Linked DNA regions of Mus musculus: regions 1, 2, 3, 5, 6 and 7 are each linked to region 4. A link is a contact called in public HiChIP or PLAC-seq and promoter capture Hi-C data. All regions are on one chromosome and are shown on one strand. Each heading gives the region's core, a stretch centred on a gene start, on an enhancer-like site or on the middle of the called end of the contact. The rest is flanking DNA. Distances are from core to core; before and after follow the strand shown. Region 1 holds the start of Polr3k (polymerase (RNA) III (DNA directed) polypeptide K). Region 2 holds the start of Pcmtd2 (protein-L-isoaspartate (D-aspartate) O-methyltransferase domain containing 2). Region 3 holds the start of Mtg2 (mitochondrial ribosome associated GTPase 2). Region 4 holds the start of Arfgap1 (ADP-ribosylation factor GTPase activating protein 1). Region 5 holds the start of Ss18l1 (SS18, nBAF chromatin remodeling complex subunit like 1). Region 6 holds the start of Osbpl2 (oxysterol binding protein-like 2). Region 7 holds the start of Lsm14b (LSM family member 14B).

Region 1 (4,079 bases), core at 467-2,966, 900 kb before region 4:
AGCAGGGTTGAGTCCCTAGCTCTGTTATGGGAAAATCCTCACCTGCAGTAGAGTCCACATTCTCCCATGCAGCTGCTCCACCAAGCACGTCGTCCACTTCTTTTAGCTTTGGATACTTTCGGTTTGTTACCTAATAGAAACAAGACATCAGATTTGAAGTAATTGTACAGTTTTACAAGTGGGCCACCAAACTACAATCTCCCTCCAGCATTCCCTCTACAAAATTTATCTTCTTCAAAGAGCAGTGTGAGTCACTGAAATGTAGGGGTCTTGTGACTGGGATGTCCCCCAAAACAGCACAGAGGTTCAATGTCAAAGGTCTCTAGAAACAGAAGGAAACACCAGACAGAGCAGGAAGAAAAATCAGCCTAGTAAAACCTCACTCTTCTCTCATACCCCTCAGACACCTAATAATCCAACAGGAGTGACAGACATTTAACTGGGTATACCAGCACTCCCCAGGTCATTTTGGCTGCTTTCCTAAGTTTATCAGGCATCCTTCTAATTTCGAAATTATGTCACAACTCATCTTACCACAAATCCAGACTCTAAACTCCTACCATACAGCTCTAATGAGCAAACATTAAGAATGAGATGTCACCAAGGCCCAGTGGTGCACACCTGCAGTCACTGAGGTAAGGAGGAACAAAACAAGAGTTGAAGGGTACACAAAACACCAAGGGCTAGAAATACAGCTTTCTGGGCTCCAACACAAGCACCACACACACAAAATAGCAACAAGGATATAAAATATTAGAAGGCAATGCATTCTGTGAAAAATATAAAAGGAATGTGGATAAACTGAAAGTGCTGGGGTTTGGTTTGTTTCCTGTGCCTGTGCGTGCGTGTGTGTGCGTGTCTATGTGCTATGCAGCCCAGGTGAGCCTTGAACCTATTCTCCTGCCGCAGCCTCTCCAAGTGCTAAAATTATAGACATGCACAAACAGCCAGAAGGGCAGGAATCTAAATAAGGTAGCCATTATTTTAAAAGAGGAGAGGGAGAGAGAAAGGAAGAGGGAAACAGAGACGCATACATGCACACATACACGGGGGTAGGGGGTAAGGCGGAGAATGAATAAGTGTGATATGTGCCTGTGTAAGAATGACTCGGGCAAAAGGAAGGACCTAACAGTACTGCGTACATGGTGAAGATTCTCTAGAATAACGACAGGGGCTGGGAGCAAAAGAGCCACAAGAAGAACCCAAGGATTTCAAATCAGAGGCGAGGCGCGGACTGGTACGCCAAGGACAGCACGAGGGGAGTGTAGGTTTAAAAGGTATGAACTAAAATTCTCACAATTTTCGGAGTATCACAAAGTGGGCAACGGAGAGCTAGAGGGGGGTGGGGGGGCTTCGACGTGGCCGGAGCGACGCCACTGGAGCAGCGACTGCTGGACTTGGGGTACCACCGCAGCGAGAGCACAAAAGCCTGCAGGAAGGTCTGAGCGCGCCGACGCTTGCTGTGCCTCCCAGAAAGCAGAGAAGGCACCCGTCTGTGGAACTTACCTTACGGGTGATATTATGGACGTAGGGGCAAGTGTTGCAGGCGAAGCGATGGCAACGCTGCCCCTCCTCCACAATGAGTCCGTTCCCGCAGCCCGGGCAGAACAACAGCATACTGCCAGCTTCCACACCTCGCTTCTGTCTGGCGCTTCCGTGGTGCAGGCGCCCAATCAAAAGCCGTCTCACTTGCTCCGTAACTGGCAACCCGGGATCCTCAAGACGTTCCCAGTAGGCACTGCGGCGGGCAGCCTCGCACACTCCATTGGTCACCGCAGATAATCCTTTCCCATCCAGCCAATAGCATGCTGCCTGCACGCCCAGCCCTGTCGTTTCTGCGCGTGTGCACACGTCTCCCTAGCTGAAACGCCAAGAGGACTGGACCGATAATGCTGGCACCACCAGAGTACCCAGGTGAGAGGTTCTGGGTGATGAGGAGACACTTGCCGCACTCCGAGCCATGGACGTGTTACAGGAGGATCATGCTGCTCCGCAATATTCTCATCCGGAACGGACAGAAAATAACCAAATGTCCCAGGAACACTGTCCCCATTGTTAATACTACGTCTCAACTGCTGTCTGACTGACGTACGATATCCTATCTGGACCTGCCATTCCTCCATCTGGCCATTTCTTCACCTAGTTTCATTCTGCCCTTTCACTTACACAGCTAGACTCAACCCTGCAGGTAACAAATACCAGCAGCTCCTTTTCACAGACGTCCAGCTGACTCTTTTATCTCATTTCCTATAGACATTTATATTTCCCAGCTCTGGCTTCTCAGATTTCTTTGAAACTCCTTGCCTCTTTAATCCTCTGCAGTCATTCTGCAACATGCACATGTATGTGTGTGTTGTTTTCTGTTTGCTTTAACTATACACAAACTAAATATCCAGGGAGAGGAACCCCAATTGTGAAAATGTCACCATAAATTGACCAGTAAATAAGTCTCTGGGGGCATTTTCTTGAGTTAAAATTGGTAGGAGAGGGTCTAGCCCATTGGGGGCGGTGTCACCACCAAGCCAGTGGTCCTGGGTGATATAAGAAAGCAGAATGATGGGGCTGAAGAGATAGTTCAGCTGTTGCTTGTTCTTATAGTGAACACTGGTTTAATTCCCAGCACCAATATGGTAGCTCACAAACGTCCATAACCTCCAGTTCCTGAGAATCCAATGCCCTCTTCTGACCTCCGTAGGCACCAAGCACGTCTTTGGTGCACGAACAAGCATTCAAAAAAAAAAAAAAACAAACAAACAAAAACCCTCATACACTTAAGTAAGTCTAAGAACAAAATGGAGAGAGAGAAAAAAGCAATCTGAGAATCTGAGTAAATCATGAGGAGCAAACCAGTAAGCAGCATCCCACCATGGTAATGGCTTCTGTTTCTGCAGCAAGTTCCTGCATTGACTCCCCTAAACAATGGACTCTTGACATGTAAGCCAAATATTTATGGCTAGTTTTGTGTCAACCTGACACAGCTGGAGTTATCACAGAAAAAGGAGCTTCAGTTGGGGAAATGCCTCCATGAGATCCAACTGTAAGGCATTTTCTCAATTAGTGATCAAGGGGGAAAGGCCCCTTGTGGGTGGGACCATCTCTGGGCTGGTAGTCTTGGTTCTATAAGAGAGCAGGCTGAGCAAGCCAGGGGAAGCAAGCCAGTAAAGAGCATCCCTCCATGGCTTCTGCATCAGCTCCTGCTTCCTGACCTGCTTGAGTTCCAGTCCTGACTTCCTTGGTGATGAACGGCAGTGTGGAAATGTAAGGCAAATAAACCCTTTCCTCCCCAATTTGCTTCTTGGTCATGATGTTTGTGCAGGAATAGAAACCCTGACTAAGGCAAATTGGTACCAGCAGAGTGGGGTATTCCTGTGACAGCCTGACCATGTTTTGGGGAGGACTGTGGAAGGACTTTGGAACTTTGGGCTAGAAGATTCACTCAGTGTTAAGAGCTCTGTCAGATGTTGTGTAGGAGCTTGGAAGATAATGTTGAGAACAGTGCAGAAGATGGAGGCCTGGCTTGTGAAATTTCAGAGGGAAAATTAAAGACTCTTCAGAGCCATTGCTATTTTGGAGTTTGATTATTCTGTGGTTCTGGTTAGCTGGAGCTGAAGAATCAGCTGTGATTAACAAGATACCAGAACTACTAAAGCAAAATCTTTGCATTACTGGCACTATTGATGCTGGTTAGCTGGAGCTAAGAAATTAGCAGTGATTAAGAAGAGACCAGCATCGTTGAGGTGACATCTTCTGGGAAGTGTTTTCTGAAAGCACAAAGAAGTTGTGTTCCAGAGATAACCAAGGTTGTACTCCTGCTGCAGTGGGACTTGGTAATGTGTAAGGGTCACCCAGGTGGTACTGGTTTTGAAGGCATGAAGGGGTCACGCAGAGCAGCTGAGGCTCGGCACTGTGAGAGGCCATGGAAGGCCATTGGTGAAGGTGCAGCCTCAGTTGCAATTGACAGCCCAGGACTGAAGGGGTCATGCAGTGTTTTGGAGATGCCAGTACCATGAGATGACCACCAAGAGCAGCAGCAGTGGAGTACAGGCATCTGGAGCCTAGAGGATGACGTGTGTGCTACA
Region 2 (3,797 bases), core at 646-3,145, 870 kb before region 4:
GGTTCTCTATCAGGAATTTCAAATGGCTGCTTCAAATGGAATTTTCGCAGATGATTTCTGCTGTTACCTTTTGTTTGGTCTCTCAACTGTGCTATCCCAGTCATCCCTACTAAAGTGAATACTCAACTTGATGTTTTCTATCAACTACTTCTGTTACTAACTAGTTCTTTTACTTTTGCTTGCTATATATACTTAATAAATTCACTCATTTAAAACAGAAAGTGTGACTATTGTAGATCATTCTCTAGACTACACAGAACACCAAGGTAGCCCTATCAATTGCTTTTGGTGGAGAGTGGGTGAATAATGATAGAGTGTGGTACTTAGTATTAGCTTTGTCTGACAATCTAATATTGCCTTGCATAGAAGCATCACTACTTGCTGCTGAGATAGATGTGATCAGTCACCATGTCAAAAGAAAGAAAGAAAGCCCTAAAACATACTTGAAAATACTCTCTCCAAACCAAACAGTATCACTGCACAAGAATGCAGTGCAGTAGATTCCAACTGAAAGCAAAGAACTATTTTTTAGGAGATTGTCCTTCCTTTACTACCCTACGATACACACTTTGCTACTTGCTGTAATGCTTATTACAGTTCCCATTCAGAACTGATTAGCACAGGCCAACAGAAGAAAAGGGCATAGGAAAAAAACTGAGCAGCACAGGACCCCAAGTGGACAACAACAACACAAGTGAAGCTGGACTAAAGAACCCTGTTTCATATCTATACTGCGTTTGAAAAAACTGCGACAGCTGGCCCACAGTCAAGTGGATGTCACTTTCTTAGGGGATACCTTGCTAGGAACATGTATTCTAAACCATCATCCTGCCAGCAGAACGAGGAAAATAGCCAAGGCTTCTTGTCTTGAAAACCAGAACTCTTGGAGGGTGTGCCTCAAATGCATATCACTTGTGGTCTGCATCTGAATGAAAGCTGACCAGTAGTATGTACTGACTAGGGACAATTCCTACTGTTTCGTGCGTGGAAAAGCTTTGGGACTAACCGAAATTAAAAAAAAAAAGAAAAGAAAAGAAAAAAAGAAAAATGAGTCCCTTCTCCCAAGTCTCCCAGCAAGGTCTCAGAGGAGGATGGAGAAAAGCCAGGGCAAAAGGAGAGACCAAATGCCACCACCTCAAGAGGGCCCACTTCAATTCCCTTTATATATAATCAGTGCTGAGCCTCTTAAATACCTCGTTCTAGAGACAACCTACCAGACGTAATGGAGCCCACTTTAGCAATGTCTTCAATAAGAACAGAGAACAACAGTGCAGGGCCCAAGAGAGCAGAGGGCAGATACTCAAGATGACGGAGTTGATGGCAGAGGCACAGGCCTAATAAAGAAACAAAGGGTCCAGGCCCCAGGGGTTCTCTCCAGCTACTTTAGATCTTTCCCCAAAGGGGTCTTTTTTTTCTCCTCTGTAGGATACTCTGCCTTCTTCCCAATATCCACCCTAGGTATAATTTGTTTCAATCATGGTCAATGCCCGACTTGCCCTTGAGCTAATTGCAAACATTTCCTACTTAATTAGAAATAGGTTGTAGAACTAGAGCAATCAGATCCCAGAATTAGCAACAGGCGGGGGGTGGGGGGGCACGCTGGAGGGGAGGGAGGTGCTGGGCAGGGAGATGGGGGGGCGGGGGTGACAGGCGCTGGGGTTCGAAACTCTCGGAGATGGTAAGATACACGGACGCTGGGGAACGGGTAACCAGAGCTGGAGAAGGGATATGGAGGGAAGGGCCGAGGGGCAGAGACGGCTCTACCTCGGCGCTCAGCAGCCCCCGTATTGAGTCTCGGAGAGCAGTTCTTCAGACGCTTCTGTCGCTTCGGACGGACCTCAGCCGCTGTAAACATCCGCTGCTACCTCTGCGCGTGCGCGGGCTCTACCTGAACTGAGCATGTGCGGTTGGAGGACACTCTTAAAGGGGCAACGGCACAGCCCACGAGCCTGCCACTTTCCACCCACTGGTTTGAGTTAAGTGTGTCCCTGCCTGATTGGTCAGTCACTAGGTGGTCTCCGAGCATATCCCGGCCTAATGATATGAGAAGATGCTGGCGTGTCGACGGGAGAAGGGCATTTTGCCTGCTTATGTCCACTCAAGGACAAAGCCCCCACAGTAGAAAAGGCAGGAGTTAAGAAACAAGAGTGATAGATTGGGTCCACTCTCCTGCAGGAGTTACAACACAAATGACTGCCGGCCCTGACCCTGCCAGGCTACCTGGTCCAGGGGATGGCCATCTGCACACTTGAACCTTGAACCAGCAGTTCTGGCCACTTCTAAGAAACCTACAAAATAGACCAAAGTCTAAGTGATCTTTAGGGCTACCTTTCAAGATTGTTCTGAGTTTTTGTTCTATTTCATTGGGATTGCACATCTCCTCTATACTGCTTGGAGGGTACATGTTGAAGGAAGTAGTGTCAAGAAGGAAGGAGTCTGGACGCCTGAGTCAATAGCTGTAAGAAAGTCACTCAACCTGCAGTTGATTGTGGTACGAATGAGGAGAAAATGATTCTACTATTTTTTAAAGTTTGCGTGGGAAGGCTAAAGACCCGAACTAGATAACACAATATTGATCAAAAACAAAACAAAACAAAAGTATAGGCCTAACAACATCTGATTTCATGACTTACTATTAAAATTACAGTAATCAAGAGTCATATGGGGGAAATAAATTGATGCTATCAAATACAAAACTTAGGTTAGAGCTATACAAATATAGTAAACTCACCTTTGATAAGAGAACAAATACAATTCAATGGAGGAGTGCTGGTCTTTTCAACAAAAGATGCTGGAATAATTAGACATCCACGTGTAAAAATAATAGAGACATAGCTCTTCCAAATTTGATTTCCAGTACCCAAGACACTTGGCCTTTGCAGGCACTCAGGCATGTGCACACACACACACACACACACACACACACACACACACTTAAAGGTAAAATATATCTTTTTAACACTGGCATCATTTCTCTGTAAAATATACTGTCAGAAGAATAAAAAGGTAAGACATAGACTGAAAAACAATATTCCCAAAACACATATCTGATAAAGGATTTCTAAAAATCCTTAAAACTCAACAATAAGAAAATAAACAGCACAAATAGAAACGGGAAAAAGCTATGAACATATGACTCAGCAAAGGAAATATACAGATGGCAAATGAGCATATGAACATATCAACATAATTTGTCATTAGGTGATGCAGATTTATAAAACAATGAGATATCAATACACACCTATTAGAATAGCCAAAATTTATAAAATCTATAATTCACCAAATACTGGTGAGGATGTAGAGCAACAGCAGCACATCACTTTCATTGCTGGTGGGAATGAGCAATAATAAAGATACTCTGGAAAATAGTTTGTCAGTTTGCTACTGAACTAAGCAACGTCTTAGAAGATGTGACAGCAAACAAGTGTAATGCCAGCACTTAGTGGTGGAGGAAGAAGGACCAGGAGATTAAGGTCATACTTTGGCAGTGTAATAGGTTCAAGACTAGCCAGGGCTGTACAAAACTATTCCAACATACATAAAACTTTTTAAAAAATCACCATTTGAATTCCTAGATATTTACCACTATACACAAAACCAGCACATGTAGGTAGTATAACAGCTTCATTTGTAATCATCAAACATTAGAAGCAACAAAAAATATTAAATAGATGGGAGGTATAGCCACATAACTGTTTTAATCAGGGATTTTTTGAAAAGTGAGCTACTGAGCTATGAAAGGACATGTAGCAACCTTACACACTTAATTGCTTTTTTTAAATTTGGTGTGTCTGTGG
Region 3 (4,223 bases), core at 347-2,846, 900 kb after region 4:
ATGGGGAATTCCACGGTGCTACCGTGTGAGAGGGCCACTGCTGCTATACAGGATGCTAAGCTCCCGGCTACTGTCCACAAGAGGTGTGTCCAGGAACCTTCCGCACTAGTTTCACAGTGAACCGATTGATCTGATTGTGTAGCTGGCACTAGAGACATGTGCCAAGATGTCTTCAATGAGAAAGAAGAAAGCACTGTGGAAGAGGGGTGTAGCTCAGTTGGTAGAATGCCTACCGACCTAGCATGCACAAAGCCCTGGGGTTGACCCCTGGAATCACATAATCCAGGCATGCCACCACTTACTCAGGAGGTGGAGGTAGGAAGGTCAGAAGTTCAAGGTCATCTTCTACTACTTAGCAAGTTCAAGGCCAGCCAGGGAGCCAGACACATGCAAACCTGTCTTAAAAAAAGAGAAAGGGGGAAAAAAAAAAGCATTCTTGAGGAATGTTTTCATTTCTTCAGTGTTATTCTTTTATAGGCTAAGCACAATTGGTTAACAGTATTCACAGTTAACTAACTTAATTCTAAGCATTCCATTTTCACTTTGCTACCGGATATTAAATCCCACGCGGGCATTACTGTTTCTGCTACATACTTTTACACTTCATTACATATGTTTGTGATCTACTTCGTTCTTCATGTGGAAAACATTTAGAAACTGGAGTATCATTTTGTCACCTGACAACTCACATTACATGGTTTTTACTTAATTATATGCCATTCACGGGGGTGGGGGTAAGTGTTCCTGCTGTGTGCGGTGGCAGATGCACTCCGGAAGCCAGACAGGCATCTGGGTGCCAGGCCAGCAAGGGAGAGCCTGTCTCAAAAACAAAATAAAGCACGCGTTCAACAACGCTGCTGTCTGGGTGCCTGCCCTATGGGGCCTTGTGGGACAGACTGACTGGAGGGACAGCTGCCACCTCCCACCCAATCCCCGACCCAGCACTCAAGGTCCCAGACTGGTTCACATGCAGGCAGGGAAACCTCCCGACAGCTCCGAAACTGTTCCATGCTGGTCCTTTAGATTTCTGAGTAGGAACAAGGCCATTTGCTCGCACCCCAGGCGCATCTCTACCGATCCTTAGTGTGCAGAATGCTTCTTTACCTCATCTTTAAAAGAATGCCTCTACAAAGCCGCGGAGGCGGGGACTCAGGAAGACTCAACTGCCCATAGTTAGGCGACACACTGCGGCGCCTGCATCTTAACAGGTGAGCCTCTACCCTAGTAGCGCATCCATAAAGGCTTTCCAAAAGAGCTGGGCAAGGGGACGTTTCTGCCATTGTTTTCTGTTCATGGTCTCACTATGTGGCCTAGGCGGGCCTCGAACTCCTAGAAATCCACCTGTCTCATCTGGGAAGCTGCGCTTACAAGCGTGCGCCATCACGCTCAAGCTAAGGCGAGAGCGAGTCTTTCAGAAACCAACTTTACGGCGATCAGGCCGGACGGGCTCTCCTCATTAGAGCCACCGCACACAGAGAGAGATCCCGCCCAGTCATCCCGCCCGCCGCCTGCCGCCGGAGAACGCACACCCGTGCAATGCCGCCCGCACCCACCCGCTCCCGACAGCTCCCACCTCCGCTCGCTCGACTGGTTCCGGGTCGGGCTCTGGCCGCGCACGCGCAGTGCAGCAGCAAACCGGAAGGCGAGGCACCGCCCCCCGAATCCCGTGGTCTCTGTGGCTCCAAAGCCAAAGTCTGGGCACCAAGGAAGCTGAGCAGAAGGATCGCCGTGAATTCCTGCCCAGCCTGAGACACACAGTGATCCTGTCTCACAAAACCAGGAAAAAGCCAGGTGCCGGGTCGCACGCTTTTAATTCCAGTCTCGGGAAAAAGAGGCCGGGAATGTCTGAGAGTCACATAGGTTTGTACAGTGCGCCTCCGTCTAACCAACCAACCAAACAAGGGTGAAAATGATAGGGTGTTTAAAAACTGTACTTCGTTCACAAATAACAAGACAGACGTAACATGCTCAATAAACAGAAATGAGGTAATGGCTAAAAAAGTGTTTTAATGGAAATGGAAAGTCTTCCTCTTTTTACAAGTTTGAACGGACACTCAGTCACTGAAGCCCACGTCTGAGAACAGGTACAACAGGAAAGGAAAACACCTCCTTTCTGGGCCAGGCCTGTGTCTGCCCAGTGCCTCTGCGGACATCTCCCATCTCCCACTGTGCTATATGCTAAGTCTGCAGAGATGTCCATCCACCCATAGCCCCTGACAAGCGCAGCGCGTAGTGGTCAGCACATCTGAAAACCCCAGTCCTCAGTGGTCAAGTTCACCAAGTATTGAACGGATGCTGGGAAACAGGAGGAAGAATGAGCAGCGATTTCCAAATCTCCCTTTGCATCTTTTCTGGCCTTCAGTAGGAGGAACCATTGAAAACAAAACACAGTCAACCACACCTGCACGAAGGGTTCATTTCAGCCTAGGACTTTTCAAACATTCATGTTACAGAAGAAAAGCTATAATACAGGCAATGAAAAAGACTGGCATCACTTTCCCCCACAAAATTACATAAAAATCAATAAAACATTAAATAAACAATATTAATCATTAAATATATTAACACCAAAATCAGGTATAAATTAGGAAATAAATGTACAAACTATTTCACAAAGTGCTTTTAAAAATATATACACAACATTCAAGAAATTCTTAATGTAAGACATTTCAAATTGAACTTTTGGGGTGATACATATTTTAAGTGTTCTTTTCTTTCAAAAAGTATTAACACACACTAACACAGCACTTTACATATACACACACACATACACACTAATACAGCACTTTAACATACACACATATATATACACACATACACACACATACATACACACACACACACACACACACACGTACACACTTGCACATGTATGCATACATAAAAGGCATATTCCCAGATTGGCAAGGAATAAAAACCATTTCACAGTTACTTAAAATGTTTCGACATTTTCAATGGGATATTTAGCCCCCAAGTGAGCTTGTAGGCTAGTTTTATAAAAATTGCCAGAAAGGGAAGGAGCTAAAGAGATGATGAGTCCCTAAAATCAAGTTGCTAATACTTCTGCCATGTAGCGATCAGAAACTTGTTTCTGTAAAGTTAAAGCCGTCATGTAGTCAGCCCTTGCCTGTGTGTTTCCTAAACCCTGTGCCTATGAGACACATATGCCCATGGTTGTTGATAATGGTCCCAAGGAGAGGGAGAATGTCCTAGAGTAAGACGGCAGCCGACACAGACAAGTCCTTTGATCCGGCCCTTGATTCTCCTGTAAGTAAATGGAGCTTGCACTGTAAGTTCCAGCAAGACTGTCAAGATTAATTCAAGCAAACTCCACAAAGGTGCCTTACTACTGAGCTACAGGTAAGTTTTATATTTTAAAAACTATCAGCTGAAAACAGATGTGGTGGTGCATGCCCGTGGTCTCAGTACCCGGGAGTGGAGGCTGGGGGATCATTAAGTTCAGCCTCAGCTATGTAGTGAGTTTGAGGCCAGTCTGGGCTACATATAAGACACAAATAAAGCAAAAGCATCCTGGTGGACAGGTCTGATGTACCAAGCCCTGCATCCTTGGGGATGGTTTTGTATGTTCTTGGTTGTTCTGAGCACTCATCTTCAAGGTTGTTCTTTTCTTCTCATAGTAACATTGTTATTATCTAAATAAATGCTGAAAAATATGCCTGCTGCATTATATGCGGTGTTTTCCTTTGATAGAACCTTTTCAAAAAGGCTGTCTCTCATGTTTGCACAGAATTAAAACGAGATTAAACATCCTAGGAATGTAAAAAAAAAAAAAATCACCCAATTCTCACTGTATAAAACTTGTCCTTTTCATTTGAAAGAACGTAATAAAGTTATTTGGATTCATTAAAAATGCAGTGTGGATTTCAGACTTCCCTAAACGCAAAGGAACATCTGCTTGGCAATCTGAACTCAGAGGTCCTGAAGAAGTAATATAAACACTTGCCAACTGCTTGTAAAATTAAACATGAGTACTTTAAATTCTCTATAAACTTAGGTTTGGGCACACTCAAATCCTAGAGATGACGCCAAGGGCCAAAGCCATACTACACACAAGCAGCTCGGAGACAGCAAGAATTGCTCTTCAGACAGCGCCCTCCTTAGTGAAAGCTCCCCTCACGATGCCCACACTCTCACCGACTGTCATTTGGAATAGTCATCGATCCTTCTTTACTCGCTAATACAAAGACATCCTTTGGGATCAT
Region 4 (3,777 bases), core at 276-2,775:
CCTGGAACTCACTCTGTAGACCAGGCTAGCCTCGAACTCAGAAATCTGCCTGCCTCTGCCTCCCAAGTGCGGGGAACAAAGGCATGCTCCACCACTTACTTCCCTGCTCAAATTAATCATCTTAAATGTTGCTTAATAACATGAAAATAAGTATCTCTCAGTTTAACCAGCCTAAAGAAGGCCTCAAGAATCCTTTTTTTTTTTTTTTTAAGATTTCTTTCTTGGGTGGGCTCACAAGTGCATGCCTAGAAGCCTAGAAGGTGGGAGCTGAGTATCTCCTTCCTCCAAGTGAGTACCAGGATCAAACTCAGGTAGTCAGGCTTTGTGGCAAGCACCCCTACCTGGTATCCATATCACCCACCCTTAAGAATTCTTAATAGCTGAAATGAAAAAAAAAACAACAAAATACTCTTCCTTCAGGCAGACATACCTAGTAGATAATGAAGCAAATAAGGATTTCAAACTTTAGTGAGCTACATGTCACACTAGAGAACATTTGCTTCTTAAATGGGACGTGATGTACATCTGAGGTCAAAGGGGACATCTAGGGACATAGCTTGGCCCTAAGGCTACACAGTATGGGTGACCAAAAACCGTTCAGAGAACACAAAGAACCCATGTCTAAGTTATGCTTCTTCACTCTGAAGAACAGACGATATCAGATCATCACCTCGTCCAGAACTATAGTTAGGGCTTCAATGCTCTAAACATTGCACAGCTATGGAACAGTGTATATTACTTCTGACTTGTGGGTGCCTTAAGAGTGCAAATACAGTATATTCTATTGCCAGGTACAATTGAGAAAAAGTTTAGAAGCTTGATCCTGTGGGGGTCTGTTGTTGAGATGTTTTGTTTTTCCTCCTTCCGCAGAGGACTCACTTCAGAGACCAAGAAGGGAAAAATCAAACAAACTGAGGTTAGAAAACCTGGCTTACCGGCACCTCTGGACAGAATCTTCTTTCGAAGTGAAGGGCTGAGGCCCTTTCCCGACAAAGTGGGCAGTGCAGAACCAGTCTGCGTCCAAGACTGCTCGGGACCAGAGCGCTGAGGGGCCACGTAGGTCCCTGCAACCGCTAGGCTGAAGGGCGGTAAAGCTCACAGGCCGGGAGGCAGGGGAGGGGGGGTCTGGACGGCCGCACACTGGGATCCTGGAGTTTGGGGTCCGAGGAACAAAAACGTCACGGGTCGAAGGACTGGAGAACCCGGGGCCAGGAAGCTGGGAAATGGGAGGTACGCGGGAGGCACCGGGGAGTAAGTCAGGGCTGAAGACCGGGGGCGTCGGACAGTCACGGTATTGGGGGACCAGGGGCCTAGGGCTGCAGAATCGAGGATTACAGGGCCAGGAACTGGGTGATCTGAGAGCCGGAAGGGCAAGGAACTGAGGGTCCGCGGATGCCCGGTGTCCTGGCCGCAAACTCACCTGCTGCCCCCAGGAGGTCGGGTCCGGCCGAGGTGCCAAGCTGGACTAGGCGCTCAGATCCCCCCACCAGCCGCCAGCAGCTTCCGGCTACGTCGCGCTTTGCAAGGGCTCATGGGAGGCCTCCGAGGCGGTACTTCCGCCTCTGTGCGCGAGCCCGAGGCGAGGCTTCTTTTCCGGTCTGTCTAAACCTTCGGCTGAGCGCCAGGTTTGCAGGGTTGCCTCTGCGTGGGCAGTGCGGCAGGGCAGCGCAGATGGATCCGGGCTGCGCTATCTCCAGCGGGATTCTAGGGCGTCCACGGTCTCGACCAAGCCCGGGAACAAGGGACTTCCCGTGGCTTCTGTCAACTCGAACTCCGACCCGTGGTTTAAAATAGACTTGGGCAAGCAGTTCTGGTCAAATCAATGTATTTAGTAGCCGGCGGGTTTTAGTTTTGTGTTCACTTTGGGCCGCCCTGTGTCACTAATTCCTTCCTCATTGGCCTTTTGACGGTTTTGCTTGGGCTTTTTATTTTTATTTACTTGTTTGTTTATTTATTTTTTAAGAGACTGGGTTTCTCTGTGTAGCCCTGGCTGCCCTGGAGCTAGCTGGCTTCCAACTCTAAGATCCGCCTGCTTCTGCCCCCCCGAGTGGATCAAAAGATGTGAGCCATCGCCGCCCGGCTCGTTTGACTTTCAAATTGGCCAAAAGTCAATGTTTTATTGAGGTCAAATCAAACGTACCTGCATCGAAACTTACCGTGAGGCATTTTATCAAATTCAGATCCATACAGTTGGGACCTCAAGGGACAGTGGATCCCTTTCTCCATCCACTGTTGGAGTTTCTTTCACAGGTTTAGAGCTTTGTGTAAAGAGAGAAACAAAAAACGTAGCCTTAAGTCACTTAACCACAGCCTGATATTGTTATTTGAGATAGACTTTCACATCATAGCCTAATTTAGCCTGGAACTCGATTCAGCCTCCTGAGTTCTGGAATTATAGACACCCCACCTAGCTTCATAACATGGCATTTCTGTTTTTGTGAGAAAGGCTCTTATGTATACCAGGATGTTCCAGAACTCATACCTGCCCTCTGCAGGCTAACGTAGTGGCCAAATGCAGGGGACAGGAAGCTTACTAAGAACATAAGTGGCAAATTCCTTAATTGCAGCACTGGGGAGGCAGACAGGTCTCTGACTTCCAGGCCAGCCTGGTCTACAGAGTGAGTGCCAGGCCAACCTGGGCTATACAAAGAAATCCTACCTTTACAAACAAAAGAACAAAATCTAAGCCAGATATAATGGCTCAACCTTCCACCTCCTATAAACTTAAACACATACACATAACCATGTGAAGCCCAGGGCATAAGAAAATGGTGGCTGGAACCTCCGGTAAGGGTTCTGTGATTCTACTTTTATCATGAGGATGTGTTAATGGCCTCACCACCACTACCACACATCTAGCCATTGTTGGGCTGCTTTGCTTATTTTTTTTTTTTTCTGGCTGAGGGCAGCCATGGTGACTGTGCCTCTCAGTGGTGATGATCATGTCATGCTCAGATGACACTACAACATAAATAACAGAAAAGTAGTCAAGGCCTTGAGCTCAGACCCTCGATGTGGCCCAGCATGGTCCAAACGGTTCCTTGGCTCCCAGGGAAGGTAGCAGGGAGGAAACAGCTAGACCTACACAAGCTAGGTGTGTTGAAGTACATTTTGTACATGTGAGCTTGTGAAGGTATGTATGTACTTGTTCATACATATGTAAATGCATGCCTGCGTGTATATGCACTTGGTGTGTAGGTCAGTATTACATGTGTGTGGTGTGTGGGCGCTGTAAGTCTAATATCTCATTACCAGGCTCATAGGACTCTGGTTCACCACACTTCATCTATATAGAGATAATAGTTATGGCTTGTGCTGAGGGCAGATGCTTCTTCAGGACCATTGTGTAAAACAGGCCATGCTATCTATGTATACATTGCACAGCTACCCAAGACACAACCTAGGGCGTGGGACTAACATTTCAGGGTTCTGTGGCAGACAGAAGTGCAGATCTGGGCTTCTCTCCCACCCATAGCCTTCAGGTCAAGCTGGCTGAAACGCTGCTTGGCAGGTAAGAGCAAGCAGACCGGACCTATAGCTCATCTGGAAGCATCTTGGCCAGCGTAGTTTGTGGTTCTCAGCCTTTACTCACCTTGATTAAGACATCTCAGCTGGGCAGTGATGGCACACGCCTTTAATCCCAGCACTTGGGAGGCAGAAGGAGGCAGATTTCAAAGCCAGCCTGGTCTACAAAGTGAGTTCCAGGACAGCCAGGGCTATACAGAGAAACCCTGTCTCGAAAAAAAAAAAGGGGGGTGGGGGAACCTCAATTGTAAA
Region 5 (4,085 bases), core at 656-3,155, 920 kb after region 4:
AGTGCACGGTTTAAGTACATGACACATCCCCCCTCAGGCCTTCTCAGACTCCCCAGTAAAGGATTCACAGAGACAGGAAGTGAATTGCCAGCCCTACCAGGTTAAGGACCTTGACAGGCTAAACTTAAGACCCACTTCCAAAGATGCACAGGCTGAATTTCTGCCCTGAGCTGAGGTCAGCCAACATCTCCTCTTTGTGATCTGATGTTTGGCGTAGTCCTCCAATACACCTTTGCCTGGAGAAACTGAGGATCTTTGATGAGCACGTTTGACTACTGACTAAAAATGTTGAAGCCAAAAGTGGCACTGGAAAGAGTGACTGTTAAGATCCAGCAGCCAGAGTGCCTGGGCACTGTCTGGACTGCCAATGTGTGGAGTACTCCACCCTCCACCAACCAAGGCTCCTAGTTCATGGCCACACAGACAGCAGCCTGTGGAGCCACACGGAAGGGCTACTATTAGCTTTACCACGTAGCCTCTGTAGCCTCCTTCACTAAGTCACTTCTGCAAAAAGTTAAATGTGGCAAGATCTATAAAACCTGCATTTCTGCTTTCCTCCAATAATCTCCCCTGCTAACTAGGACTTGCCAACAGTGATAACCATTATGTTCCTAAGGAGGATAGCAAGGGTGATCTGGGAAACAGGCGACAAGCGAAGAAAATCCCCACAAGCCTCTGAGGGAGTAGAGAGGCCAATTTCCTTTGGGAACTAACTGGCTCAAAAGAATTCAAGAATTCTGTAAAAGGAACCAGAATTAGGAAAAGCCATCGCGTAAGAAAGATGCCTGGAACCGCGAAGGCAAACAGTAAGAAGCTAAAGTGTCCAAGCCAAAACTTAAAGCTTCCTTTTGTTAAAGACGTCCACACACCCACGCAAACGCCTTCTCTGAGAAACTGGCCCAAACTAAAGGATGAAACTGAGAGACTGCAGGACAAACCTGCGGTGTCTGAAGCCAGGGTGCAGAAGGCGAGGCTCGCGGATACCCAGTGGCCCGAGCGGGGGCGGGGCTGCGCTAGCCTCAAGTCCGCCGCGTGCAGCAAGCTCTGGACAGCGGTGCGGGCTCTGGAAATGGCACGCACACTTTGGATGCGTTCCTTTGTGCAGGGCACCGCAGTACCTCACAAGAGCGGCCAGCTCGCCGCAGCGGCGCGCCTCCAGGCTGCCTGCTCCCCCTTCTCCACTCGCCAAGCATCGCGCAAAGGCGCGCGACCGTCGCTACCACGGCTGTCAGCAGAGCGCGACAAGCCCCCGCCCCGGCTGGAGGGGCCGCGGGCCCTGGCGTCTCGCTCTGTTGCGTCTGCTGCCTGGGGCGCTCTGGGAGAAGAACGCGCAACGCGCTCCGGGGTCCCCACCCCCTGCGGCCGCCGGGCCCCCGCTGCCAGTGCCTCCAGCAAAGTTGGCGCAGGCTTTCCTGGGGGCGCGGGGAGCCGCCGTCAGGGCTCCGTGCGGCGGGCTGTGCCCCGGCTTTGTTCGTGCCCCGCGCCCACCCGCACTCTGTACCCCCTCGGCCATGCCCACCTTCTGGATGGTCTGCTGAGTGACCTCCCCTTTGCCTCTCGGCCGCGCCGACGCGAAGGCCACGGACATGGTGGTGGCGCGGACTCAGCCCGTGATCATTGGGGTTTATTCTCCGGCTGCGCCCCGCGGCCCGAGGTGCCCATTCTCCGCAGAGCGGGGGCGGGGACACGGGGGGCGCGGTGCCGTGGGCTCGCCCGCCTGCCTGTCGCCAATGCGCGCTCGAGTCCCCCGCGTCCCCACGCCTTACGCGACTGCCTCCCAGGTCAGGATACCGCGCGGAGGCCCCCTGCACCCGGCCTGCGCTCTTCGTCCAGCCGGTAGCCGGTACACCGCCCCCTGTGCTGAGCTTCGGTGGTTCCGCCCGCCCTGCCCCGCCCCGCCGTGCCGCACGTCCCCCTGACGCCAGACGCCAGCAGCGTGGCCCGGGAGGGCGGGGCGCTGACGGTGAGTGTGCGCTTTTGAGCGGCGGCGGCCCGAGCTAGTGCGTCCGCAGTGATGAGCTACGACCGCGCCATCACCGTCTTCTCGCCCGACGGCCACCTCTTCCAAGTGGAGTACGCGCAGGAGGCGGTCAAAAAGGGCTCCACCGCGGTGAGCCGGCCCGGGGCCTGAGCGACGGGGTGCAAAAGGAAGCGGGGCACGCAGACCTGGGCGCGGGGGCCGCGCTATCTGCTGGCGGCGGGTGGACCAGGAGGTGACGGGAGCTGAATGGTGACGACGTAGGAAGGGCACCAGGTCGCGGGGACCGCGCCGCGCTTCCCGGAGAGCCGGGCGATTTTTTCTGGCTTCCCCACTGCGGAGCATCTAGGCGAGCGCATCCCCGGGGCTGGGCCGGGGCCATCTTGGTGCTGTGCGCGCGGCGCGGACGGCGGAGGCCGCAGGTGCGCGCGGGCGGCGGGAGGCTGGCTGTAGCCGGCGCCGGCGGGGACTTGGGGATCTGCGAGCTAGGCCCAGGTGGGCGTTGTGAACAAAGGGCGATTCGTCGGCCCTGCGATGGTGACAGGCTGCTTCCGGGTCCGCATGCGCCACCGACGCCGTGTTCTGGTTCCGGTGGGCCCTTCTCACCGCGCCCCAGTTTTGTTCAGTCCTTAGCACTGTTTGGAAAAGGACTCCCCACACCTGTAAGCGCCAGCAGTGAGACAGTTTTAGTTTTGGTTTTTGTTTTTCCCGAGTCACCGGATCTTCCGGAACACACGTGGTTCCGAGTCTTGAAACGCTTACATTTCCCAGGTATTTTATCTCCTTGAAACTAAAACCCCAAAGCTTTTGGTGACCCAATCCACCCAAGAACTCTGGAATGACAGGGCTTGGAAGTGCAGGCCTGTATAATCCTGGCATTTAGAAGGTTGAGGCTCGAAAAATCTCACAAGTACAAAGCCAGCCTGGGCTTCTAAATCTAGAGACCCTAAAGACTTCTAAAACTATAAAGACTCTTTGTGGTTGTGTGTGTGCATTATTAATTTATTATTTTAAAAGTTATTTTTATGTGCGTTTGGCCGTTTGTCTATATGTATATATCTGTGTGAGAGTGTCAGATTCCCTGGAACTAGAGTTGCCATATGGGTGCTGGGAATTGAACCTGGGGTCCTGTGGAAGAGCAGCCGCTGAGCCATCACTCCAAACCCAAGAGATACAGCTAGTGAGAAACCGTCTAACAAAAGAAAAACCTGTGAGGCCAGTGAGGTGGCTCCCTGCACTGCACCTGGTGACATGCCTGGAATCCCAGTCTGGGAGGCAGAGGCAGGAGGATACACTGGGCTTGCTGATCAGTAAGTGTAGCAGAATCTGTGAGCTTCAGGTTCAGTGTGAGACCCTATCTCAAAAAACAAGTTGGAGGGCTGGAGAGATGATTTGGCAGTTGAAGGGTGCAGATCTGTTCTTGAAGAGTACTGAATTTAGTTTCCAGCACCCAGATTCTAAGGATCAAAACTGCCTTACACTTAAGCTCCAAGGGCTCCAGCACCTCTGGCCTCCATGGGCAGCTGTACTCAGAGGCACAGACACAACATACTTAAAAGTAAAACTGCTTTTGACGTTGGAGAAGGGTTGAGGAAGACACCAGTGTATAGACCTCTGGGCTCCACGCATTCAGTAGGAATGTTCTAGAATCTGGGGTGCCTGTCTCCAGTGCTCCCAACTGGCAGCTGCCTGCTGCATCCAGCTAGCTTTGGATCCTGTAGGTCACAGGAATCAACACAGAAGGAACGTGTGAAATCACTCCAGGCCCTTGGTGAGCCTTGTGGGAGGTTCCTGGTATCTGGAGGTCTGGGCCCGGGAATCCTGTTCCACATCAGAGGGAGCTGGCAAGGGGCGGTGCCCTCTACCCAACCACCCTTTCCGGGATTGCTACATTTGTTTCTGTTCCTCTCTTGATTGAAGGGTTAAGTGAGGTTTCCTGGGTTTATTGTGGGGTTTTGTTGTTGTTTTAACAAAATTTCAATCGCTGGATTTTACCAATGAAGACTCAGGAACCAGATACTGGAGTGAAAGCCTACTGGCTCCTAGAGGCAGAGAAGAGCCCAGCTGACCTTCCTCAGTCAGTGTCCCACCAGGAATCCTGCCCCTT
Region 6 (4,150 bases), core at 997-3,496, 850 kb after region 4:
AGGGTCTGTCCACATAGCCCTGACTGTTCTGGAATTCACTATGTAGACTAGACAGATCTTAAACTTGTAGAGATACACCTGGTTCTGCCTCTTGAGTGTTAAAGGTGTGTTCCACCACACCCAGCCTAACTTTCATATAAGGTTTTTATAATCCCAGCTGAAGTAGATGGACTGGGGGTGGGTCTAGACAGTTTGGACTACAGAGTAAGGTCCTGTGTCAAAGCAGAAAAAAATTTTTTTCACTTAGCATTTTTTTGTTTGTTTTTTGCTTTTCAAGTCAGGGTTGCTCTATGTAGCCCTGGCTATCCTGGAACTCATTATGTAGACCAGGCTGGCCTCAAATGTCCACCAAGTAGAAGGCAGAGGCAGGCAGATCGTTGAGTTGGAGGTCAGTATGATCTACAAAATCAAGTTTCAGGCCAGCCAGTGTTACACAGTGGAACCCTGTCTCAAAAACAAAACAACAAAAAGAATATGAACTCACCAGGGCTATGATGCATACCTGTAATCCAGAACACGGAGGACCAGAAATTCAAGGTCATGCTCAATTACATTTGAGCCTACCCAGTTACATCAGATCCTCCTCAAAAGTAACAAAATGAGTGTAAAGAACACACAAACTGGTATCCAATACTAAATGATCAGCCCTGGAAGCATATAAGTACAAGTAACATTACACAAACTGAGCAGGTACAACTCATGCATTTAAGGATACATAATACATACACACATATACATATGTAACAATAATCCAAAAAGTAGAGGCCACAGAAGAGAGCAGAGGAACTACTAGGGGATTGGAGGAAATGATGTAATTATATTACAATATCAAAAAGTAAAGCTGGGGATAAAGAGGCTGCTTTCTTATCTCAACGGGCATAAGGCCATGCTCATCCTTACCAACAACAAAAAAAAAAAAAAAAAAAAAAAGAGAGAGAGAAAAAGGAAGTCTGGGTTTCGGTACCTTTGTTACTTAATTTGCTACTAGGTGCTCTGAAGTAAGCTACTTGAGCTCTCTTTTCCTTGGGAATAAAGGTAATGTTAGTGACTGCTGTAAGACTCATGCTTCTAATGATCTAGAGCAAATAATTGCTCAAAATTAGCGTCCCCTGAGATAAGAGTTGTTATTACCAGACAGTACCTGGGGCAAACAGGAAGGTAGATTCTATGGAGGACATGCAGCCACCCATTTCCTCATTGTCACCCTTTAGTTGGCACCATCAGAGGCAATGGGAGGCGACGGACAATGTGTCCACTCAAATGTTCCTGTTTCCTTACTCACATCAGTGAACTAACACTTTGGAGCACCTGTTGCTTGTCAGAGCCCACTGCAGACGACTGACCCATATGTATCTCTTACTGGTACACCAGATGTCACATGCCACAAGCAAGAAGTGAAGGTGGGAGAGATGACAGGTGACAGTTAGCAGGGTCCAGGCTCTCTGCAGAAAGGGTCAGCAGTTCCCCATCCCTGAGGCTCCCACTCAGGAGCTGTCCCATCAACATCTCTGACAATATGGAGCCTAGCCTACACGAAGGCCTCCTCCGAGTGTGTGCAGAGCCCCACAGAACCACTGATCCAGATGTGCAAAGGCCGACCCACAAGAACATAACTCAAAAGCTTGTCCAACTCTCAAGACTGAGGCGCCCCACTCGGCCGCAGCGTCTCGGAGGAGCAAGGGGGACAGAGCGCCGCCGCCGGTGCCTCCGCCTCCACGCGGGGCCCACCAACCGCACTCAGCGCGGACAGCCCTGGCTGCCTCGCTGGTGCAGGTCTGAAGGCGCGCTCCGACTCTGCTGTGGAGACATAGGCCCTCGGACCTGAGGCCACGCGGGCACCAAGTTCCCCGCGCGCCCCGAGGGGATGCGCGGCTCGCCCAGCAAAGGGAGAACGCCGGAGTCCCTCGCGTGCGACCGCGGACCTCGCTGGAGCCCCACGGGGCCCCGTCCCTCCCGCGGTCGTCCACACTCCCGGCGGCCTAGCGCCGCGACTCTCCAGCCCGAGCCCAGCCGCGGCCTAGGTGGCAAATGGGCCTCCCCGAGACCCGTCCCCGCGCGCCCGCCCCGCTGCAGCCCACTCACCCGAACGCGGTCCCCGCGGAGTCGCCGACCCCACGGCCGCCCCGCCCCCGACCGCAGCCGGCAACCCTCTGACACCCAAGCGGAAGTGCGGCCCGCGCCTCTCCGACCTACAGCCCGCCGTGCTGCTCGCCGCTCGCCGCGCCCCGCGCCGTCCGTCAGCCGCCGCCTGGCCAATCAACGCTCGGCCCGCAGGCCGCGCCGGGGGCGGAACCATGCCGATCACGTTCTCCGGACAGCTTCTCCCTCGGCCCTATCATAATCCGGCTCACACGGGGGAGTGGCGGCGCGCCCAGCCAATCACCCCTTGGAGAAGGTGGGTTTATGCAGATACTGGAGCTAGAAGGAAGGGGAGGCAGGAGGAAGGGGAGTGACCTTGGGAGAGGCTAGTTTACAAACAGTGAGTCAGGTGGCTGGGCGTGAACGATCCCAGGCTGGCGCTGGGCTAGACCCACCCTTTGGCTCCCGACCCCGCAGACGCTTCTCACGGTTGCTGGGGTATGAACAAATGGCAAATGTGGCCGCCGGCCTTTGCGCGCCAATCGTGACTTAACATACCCTGGGGCCAGTTTACCCCTCCAGTGGCCTCCCTGGCCGGTTCATCCTGTTTAACACCCTTAGGCGCCCTGTGGTCTGCAGTGGCTCCTGGTTAAACTCAGAATCTCTGGGGACACGCCTGCAGCCTGTTTGGCCTCAGAAAAGCTATCTGACCTCTCTGAACACTCAGTTTTCTCTGTAGCCAGGGTTCCCCAGCCTCCTCATCACATTGGAATGTGGGGTCTGGTTTGAGAAAGGTGAAGTGACATGAATCAAGATGGCTACTGACTTGCATAGGACTTTGCAGGGCACAGGAATTGCAAAGGTATGGGACTTGTGGTCCGATCCTAGCCAGGAGGTTCAGCTCAGTGTCAAACCTGAGGGAAGCAAGTTAGATGTCTCTTGTCTTTCACAAACCTACCCAGAAGCAAGTGAGGTGAGGGCCGCTATAGGTCGTTTGAAAGCAGGAAACCAAGGAGGAACCAAGTCCCCCAGGTCATCCAGGGCCAGCTGCACCTGACATCAGTCCAAGGCTTTCCAGTTACTTGAGTAATTACTTGGGTTTTTTGCTAAGCCAGTCTGAGGCTTTAGCAAAGGGGTTCTAAATGCCCCCCATGAACCTTCTTCAGCACATAATGAAGGATTCTTCTCCAAGGCCACACTTCTTCCTCCAGTAAGGTGGTGCTCACACTCACACACAGGTCCGTGTCGTGTCCCGTCCCCCCCCCCCCCCGCCTCTGTGGCCCACTCTGCAGATACTCAAGTCCTCTGCAAACACGGAGTGGCCCAGCAGACCCTGTCTGCCTCTCTAGCTCCCACCCCAGGGACAGCCTGGCTTTCTGGTGGCCCCTTCTCACTGGCGCAGGAGAGACGTGCTGGGACTGGAAAAGAGCCCCCTGCACGCTCAGCTCCTAAAGAGAGAGACAGAGGGAGGCGGGCCAGGCTTCCGAAACAAAGGCGTTGCCATGGTTACCTCTGAAGAAAGCAACTCCAGCCCGCTGAGGGCTGATGGAAGGGTGCGGCAGCTGGCCCCCCAGCCAGGACAAGGACAGCTAGCCGGTTGCCACGGAGATAGTCAGACTGACCAGGTTCTGCAGTTTTTCTGGGGGCCTGGCCAAGACTAGCTCAGAAACCCACCACCACCCACACCCTTACCTAAATCTCCAAGATCAGCCCCTCTCCAAGAGACAAGCCTCAGAGGGACACAGCTTACCTAACCTGTTTTTGGACTTTGAGCTACAGGGCCCTGCCATCTGGGCAGAATAACCACCCAGGTTGGGCTGGGCATCCCTACTCAAGCTGTGTAGTAGATGGGCTGACCCTGGGGCCGGGGTGGCATTCCAACCACCTGTCTTCCAGCTGTGGCTGAGGAGAGCCTTGAGTTCCTCACTTCCGCTTTTACCTCTAGGTAAAAGGTGAGCTGACAGGTACCTAACACTGCTCCTGGCTCTCTGCCCCCTTTAGGAGCTGCTGCCACCTTTCAGCAGCCTCAGGTGCAGGGCTGGGTGGCTCAGCATCCCTGTCAGTAGGGGAG
Region 7 (3,894 bases), core at 550-3,049, 940 kb after region 4:
GGATCCTGAGGGAGTGTATGTTGAGCTTTTGGAGGTTCGCACACAGTAATATCCTTGATATCACTTCCCCGGAAAATGATGTACTCATAAATTTCCTCTCTTGGGGGAGCAGGCCTGTCTGTGGGACGGTCTTCAGTACCAAAGGACCTCACTTAGGGGTTGAGAAAACGACAGTTAACTTGTTGTCCTGGGCCAAGCTTCTGACTACAGAGAGTGCCCTCTGACACAGCACTCTCTTCACAACTAACAGCTACTCGAGCTCGCTGACAATACCTATACAGCACCATGTGGCAAAGACCACAAGGGACAGTAGTTCAGGAATTGACATGAGAATTCCCGTAGAATCCCAAGCTTCACAAAGTTCCCTGATAATCTGTGAAAGCCCTCTGATGGGCAGAGCTCTTTGTAGAACCTCTTTTCTCACATCTGACTTTGCAGATGGACCCTTAGGCCCTCATCACAAGCTGCAGCTGAGGAGATTTTCTGAGGCAAGCACGAAATCTCCCTAGCCCTGGTACAAAGAACAGGCCATGGTTGCTGCAGAAACAAAGGGAACAAATCTCCAAACTCAGACCCCCAACATTAGTTTCTATGTTCATAAGGAAATCCTGGACCCAACGGACCCTCGACAGGATGGATCTAGGAAGGCTAGCACACCTCTCTTTGGCAAGACTCCTGGGCTGAGCTGAATCTGGTGGCAGGCTTTAAGTAGCAAACTCCTATTGTGGACAGGGGCCTACTCTGGGTCTGGTTCTCCAACAGGGGATCTCACGTCAAGTGCAGCATGAAGAGTTCAAGAGAACAAAAAGCCGGAACCCTGAGCCCTTCACTGCAGCACCAGTCTGGGTCTGTGCGCCTCGCTTCAAATAGGAGGTATGGCTAGGGTTTAGGAGAATGGCCCAGGACTGCAGCATGCTGGCTTCAGATTGGCCTCGAACCTCCCATCTGCACCCTCGAGGGTCTAACACGTTAACCCCGGGCGGGCTGCGGCGCTCACGCTTCTGGAGAGCCGAAGGAAACAAGCGCCCCATTTAACGCGGAGAAAGAAGACAAAGAAGCTCTGGGCCCTCACGCTGCCGCGACTAGCGCACCGACTCTGGACTTCTCTCATCAAACCAACCCCTCAAGTGGACAGGGTCGGGAGAGTTCAGAGCAGGACAGCCGCAGTTCAACCGACGCCCTAGCTCGGCGAGAGGCTGCACCGCGACTCGACGGGCGGTGGCTACCAAGGGGTTCCAAGGAGAGCGCGCCGGACCCGGGCCCCCCGCCTCGGCGCGCGTCTCGCCCCGCGAGGGCGTCTCGCAGGTGGGGAGGTCCACGGCTTCAAAGCCGCCCCACCCCCCGACACCGGCAGGATCCTGGTCCGCTCCTCCCACAGCCCCCGCCGAAGCGGGGAACACCATTGTGCGGGCAGGCGCGGGGCGGCGAGCTGTTGGGGCGTCAGTTGGGCGCGCGGCGGCGGCGGGCCGCTACCTTTGGCGAGCGCCACGGTGGAGTTGTCGGTGTCGATGGTGTAGAGGATGCCCTCATAGCGGATCTGCGCCTTGGAGATGAGGCTGATCTTGCTGCCCAGATACGGGGTGCCGGACGAGCCGCTCATGGCGGCGGCCGGGGCGCGCAGGGCGCGGGGGACCAGCGCCGGGCCCCGCCCGCTCCGCTGCCGCGCGGTGGCCTGGCCTCCCACTCCTGCGCAGCTCCGCGCCGCCGCCTCCGAGGCGCCTCCTGCCGCGCCTAGGGGCCTGCGGGCCACGAGCGAACCGGAGAGGGAGCAGAGCGAGGCGCTTAGCCCGAGTCTGAAGGGAGCGGGGGAGGAGCGCCGCCGCAGCCACATCCGGGGCCTCCCGCCACCGCGCGCCGCCCCCGTACGCTCGCAGCCTATTGGCTCCTCGCTGCCGGCTCCCTTTAAATATGGCCGCGCCGCAGGCGGTGGGCGGGGCCGCGCCTGCGCATTTGGAAGCTGCCGGCCGGGGACCTGCCTCTCCGGGTCTTCCCAGCCGGTTCCCGGCGGGCCTCGCTCACCGCTTCGGGGCCTGAGACTGAGCGGGCGGGGCGAAGCGCGCGTGCGCGGGGCAGGCGGGAGGCCACTGTTTGCAAACTCGGGGGCGGGGCGGGGGCTGGACCTGGAAGAGCGCCAGGCTCCTCCCTCCGCGCGTGCCGCTGGCACCCTTCTGGCCCAGGTGTTAATAGGGCGGAGTTGTCAGTCTTCCTTTCTTGTTTGTTGGAGCTGGACCCCGACAGCGCCGGGCCAGGTGCGTCTTCAGTCCCGCTTGCTCCCCGGGGCTAAGGAACCGGCAGGCGGGTGCTGCTCAGTTCTGCAGCGCTCACGGCGGGGGCGACCCTGAAATAGAAAGTGCAGGGGGAGCTCGGGGCAGCCCTGCGCTCCCAAGCCTGATATCCCTAAAATAAGCCCTGACTGTTTTGGGTGACTCCCGCCCGCGTGCGCGCGTCCTCAGACTGCGGCCCAAAGCCCAGCCCGCAGTATAAAATTGGGAGATTTCCCCCTAAATCGCTTCCCATTCTTGCGTTGCTGACTCCGCATCATGCATAGCGGGTAACTTTGTATGTATGAGCGCATGCTAATTTACAGTTAGTCTCCACCATCAGATTAGAGCCCAATATTAGTTACTATGAGAAATTTGGTGGCGATTGGCATTTTATAAACGTGAAATAGAATGAAAGAGGAGATAAGGGAACATCCCATATAGTGAAAACAAGTACTGTTTTGTGAAACAATTTCTCTTAAATGTGAGCCATAAAACGTACTTCTTACTGTAGTGACATCAACTTACCACCACTGCCGGAGGATGCTGGGAATAGTTGTGAACAATTTTAAATTTTAATATTTTCTTATTCGGTGCATGTGCATGTGTGTCCGTGTGTGCATATGTCACAACATGTGTAGAGGCCAGAGGACAGTTAGGAGTTCTCTGCTTCCTGGAAGCATATGGGTCCCGGAAATGGGTATTCAGGGGGTCACACTTAGCAGCAAATGCATTTACCCGCTGAGCCATCTTGCTGAGCCTGTTTTTTGTTTTGTTTTTTTGTTTTTTGTTTTCTTTTAGTTTTAGTTTTAGTTGTGACAGGGGTCTGTCTTACTCTTAGCTCAGGTTGGCGGGGAACTGACTGTGCAGCCCAAACTGGTCTCTAACCTCCTGCCTCAGTCTTCTGATGTGCCAAAATTTTGAGAATGAGCCACCACACTAGACACCCATAGTGGGACGACTTCCCCCAGTTTACAGAAGCAGAAACAAGCATAGTATGTGGGTGAATTGCTGGTGAGCCTGAAGAGTCCTTTGAGATGTTAGTCTGGGCCTCAAACGCCATGCATCTTTTCCACACCACTCCTCCGTGCCCCACACACAACTTTGTGAGACCCACTGAGTCGCCTCCATCACCGAGCAGCAGAGAAGGCAGAAAAGCCTGTTTGATCAACTATAACTCAGCCATATTTCCCACACCAGGGTCTTGACTCAGGAAAACTGAGGCAACCCTGTTGGGAAGAGGTCTTCTGGTCTGGGGCATCCAGGCTGTCACTACAGCATGGCCGTGCACAGTCATTCAGGTTGTACTTGATGGAGGGTTTAGGGGCGGGGGGGGGGGGGGAAGGGGTGAGGACCTGTGAGCACCTCAGTGACCTGGATGCAGAGCCCTCTATGTAGCCCCTACTTTTCAAGGCTTCGTGGGTCGGAGGCGCGTGGGTTGGAGGCGTGTCCTCAGTTAACAGAGGCTGATTCTTCCTGAGTCCTACAACTTGAGATGGAGGAAGGGGGTTCAGCTCCCAGTGGCCTCAAAGTGCCTGCCAGGCTCCTGATCTGCAACTGGGTGGTTCCCTGGGGACACTAGGCACAGTGTAGATGGCCACACAGTGCAGAGGCTAAAAATACACACACTGCC

The links. Promoter capture Hi-C pulls out the DNA fragments that hold promoters and counts their contacts. HiChIP or PLAC-seq counts read pairs in DNA pulled down with a chosen protein or histone mark. Capture Hi-C pulls out chosen DNA fragments and counts their contacts.
Region 1: a contact with region 4 is called in a promoter capture Hi-C map of pre-B cells. The contact joins the promoter of Polr3k here to the promoter of Arfgap1 in region 4. A contact is called at or near these places in 5 of 39 promoter capture datasets (embryonic stem cells, fetal liver, hematopoietic stem and progenitor cells and 2 more), 1 of 484 Hi-C or Micro-C datasets (uterus), 6 of 115 datasets of contacts at active chromatin or transcription factors (bone marrow-derived macrophages, double positive thymocytes, embryonic stem cells and 3 more) and 2 of 9 other capture datasets (adipose tissue and liver).
Region 2: a promoter capture Hi-C map of adipose tissue shows a contact between it and region 4, with 4 times the contacts expected there. The contact joins the promoter of Pcmtd2 here to the promoter of Arfgap1 in region 4. A contact is called at or near these places in 3 of 39 promoter capture datasets (embryonic stem cells, liver and pre-B cells), 2 of 484 Hi-C or Micro-C datasets (CD4 T cells and CD8 T cells), 2 of 115 datasets of contacts at active chromatin or transcription factors (pancreatic cancer cells and thymic regulatory T cells) and 2 of 9 other capture datasets (adipose tissue and liver).
Region 3: an H3K27ac HiChIP or PLAC-seq map of thymic regulatory T cells shows a contact between it and region 4, with 9 times the contacts expected there. The contact joins the promoter of Mtg2 here to the promoter of Arfgap1 in region 4. A contact is called at or near these places in 1 of 39 promoter capture datasets (pre-B cells) and 1 of 115 datasets of contacts at active chromatin or transcription factors (thymic regulatory T cells).
Region 5: a promoter capture Hi-C map of pre-B cells shows a contact between it and region 4, with 3 times the contacts expected there. The contact joins the promoter of Ss18l1 here to the promoter of Arfgap1 in region 4. A contact is called at or near these places in 3 of 39 promoter capture datasets (cranial neural crest, erythroid cells and pre-B cells) and 1 of 115 datasets of contacts at active chromatin or transcription factors (memory CD8 T cells).
Region 6: an H3K27ac HiChIP or PLAC-seq map of regulatory T cell precursor shows a contact between it and region 4, with 9 times the contacts expected there. The contact joins the promoter of Osbpl2 here to the promoter of Arfgap1 in region 4. A contact is called at or near these places in 2 of 39 promoter capture datasets (liver and pre-B cells), 2 of 484 Hi-C or Micro-C datasets (CD4 T cells and muscle stem cells), 3 of 115 datasets of contacts at active chromatin or transcription factors (bone marrow-derived macrophages, pancreatic cancer cells and regulatory T cell precursor) and 1 of 9 other capture datasets (adipose tissue).
Region 7: a contact with region 4 is called in a promoter capture Hi-C map of pre-B cells, with 2.6 times the contacts expected there. The contact joins the promoter of Lsm14b here to the promoter of Arfgap1 in region 4.

Annotation. Positions count from the first base shown.
Region 1 is chr2:181,861,997-181,866,075 of GRCm38.p6, reverse strand. Polr3k (polymerase (RNA) III (DNA directed) polypeptide K) reads right to left here and starts at 1,716. Exons shown (of 3, transcript NM_025901.3): 1 at 1,507-1,716; 2 at 43-130. The coding sequence starts at 1,617.
Region 2 is chr2:181,835,952-181,839,748 of GRCm38.p6, reverse strand. It overlaps Pcmtd2 (protein-L-isoaspartate (D-aspartate) O-methyltransferase domain containing 2), which reads right to left and starts at 1,895. Exons shown (of 7, transcript NM_153594.3): 1 at 1,765-1,895.
Region 3 is chr2:180,067,966-180,072,188 of GRCm38.p6, reverse strand. It overlaps Mtg2 (mitochondrial ribosome associated GTPase 2), which reads right to left and starts at 1,596. Exons shown (of 10, transcript NM_181424.3): 1 at 1,574-1,596; 2 at 303-395. It overlaps Ss18l1 (SS18, nBAF chromatin remodeling complex subunit like 1), which reads right to left. Exons shown (of 11, transcript NM_178750.5): 11 at 1,988-4,223.
Region 4 is chr2:180,964,973-180,968,749 of GRCm38.p6, reverse strand. It overlaps Arfgap1 (ADP-ribosylation factor GTPase activating protein 1), which reads right to left and starts at 1,525. Exons shown (of 14, transcript NM_145760.3): 1 at 1,421-1,525; 2 at 936-1,148.
Region 5 is chr2:180,040,303-180,044,387 of GRCm38.p6, reverse strand. It overlaps Ss18l1 (SS18, nBAF chromatin remodeling complex subunit like 1), which reads right to left and starts at 1,905. Exons shown (of 11, transcript NM_178750.5): 1 at 1,520-1,905. The coding sequence starts at 1,588. It overlaps Psma7 (proteasome subunit alpha 7), which reads left to right and starts at 1,924. Exons shown (of 7, transcript NM_011969.2): 1 at 1,924-2,110. The coding sequence starts at 2,015.
Region 6 is chr2:180,117,402-180,121,551 of GRCm38.p6, reverse strand. Osbpl2 (oxysterol binding protein-like 2) reads right to left here and starts at 2,246. Exons shown (of 14, transcript NM_144500.4): 1 at 2,083-2,246.
Region 7 is chr2:180,022,892-180,026,785 of GRCm38.p6, reverse strand. Lsm14b (LSM family member 14B) reads right to left here and starts at 1,799. Exons shown (of 10, transcript NM_001372364.1): 1 at 1,474-1,799; 2 at 1-151. The coding sequence starts at 1,600.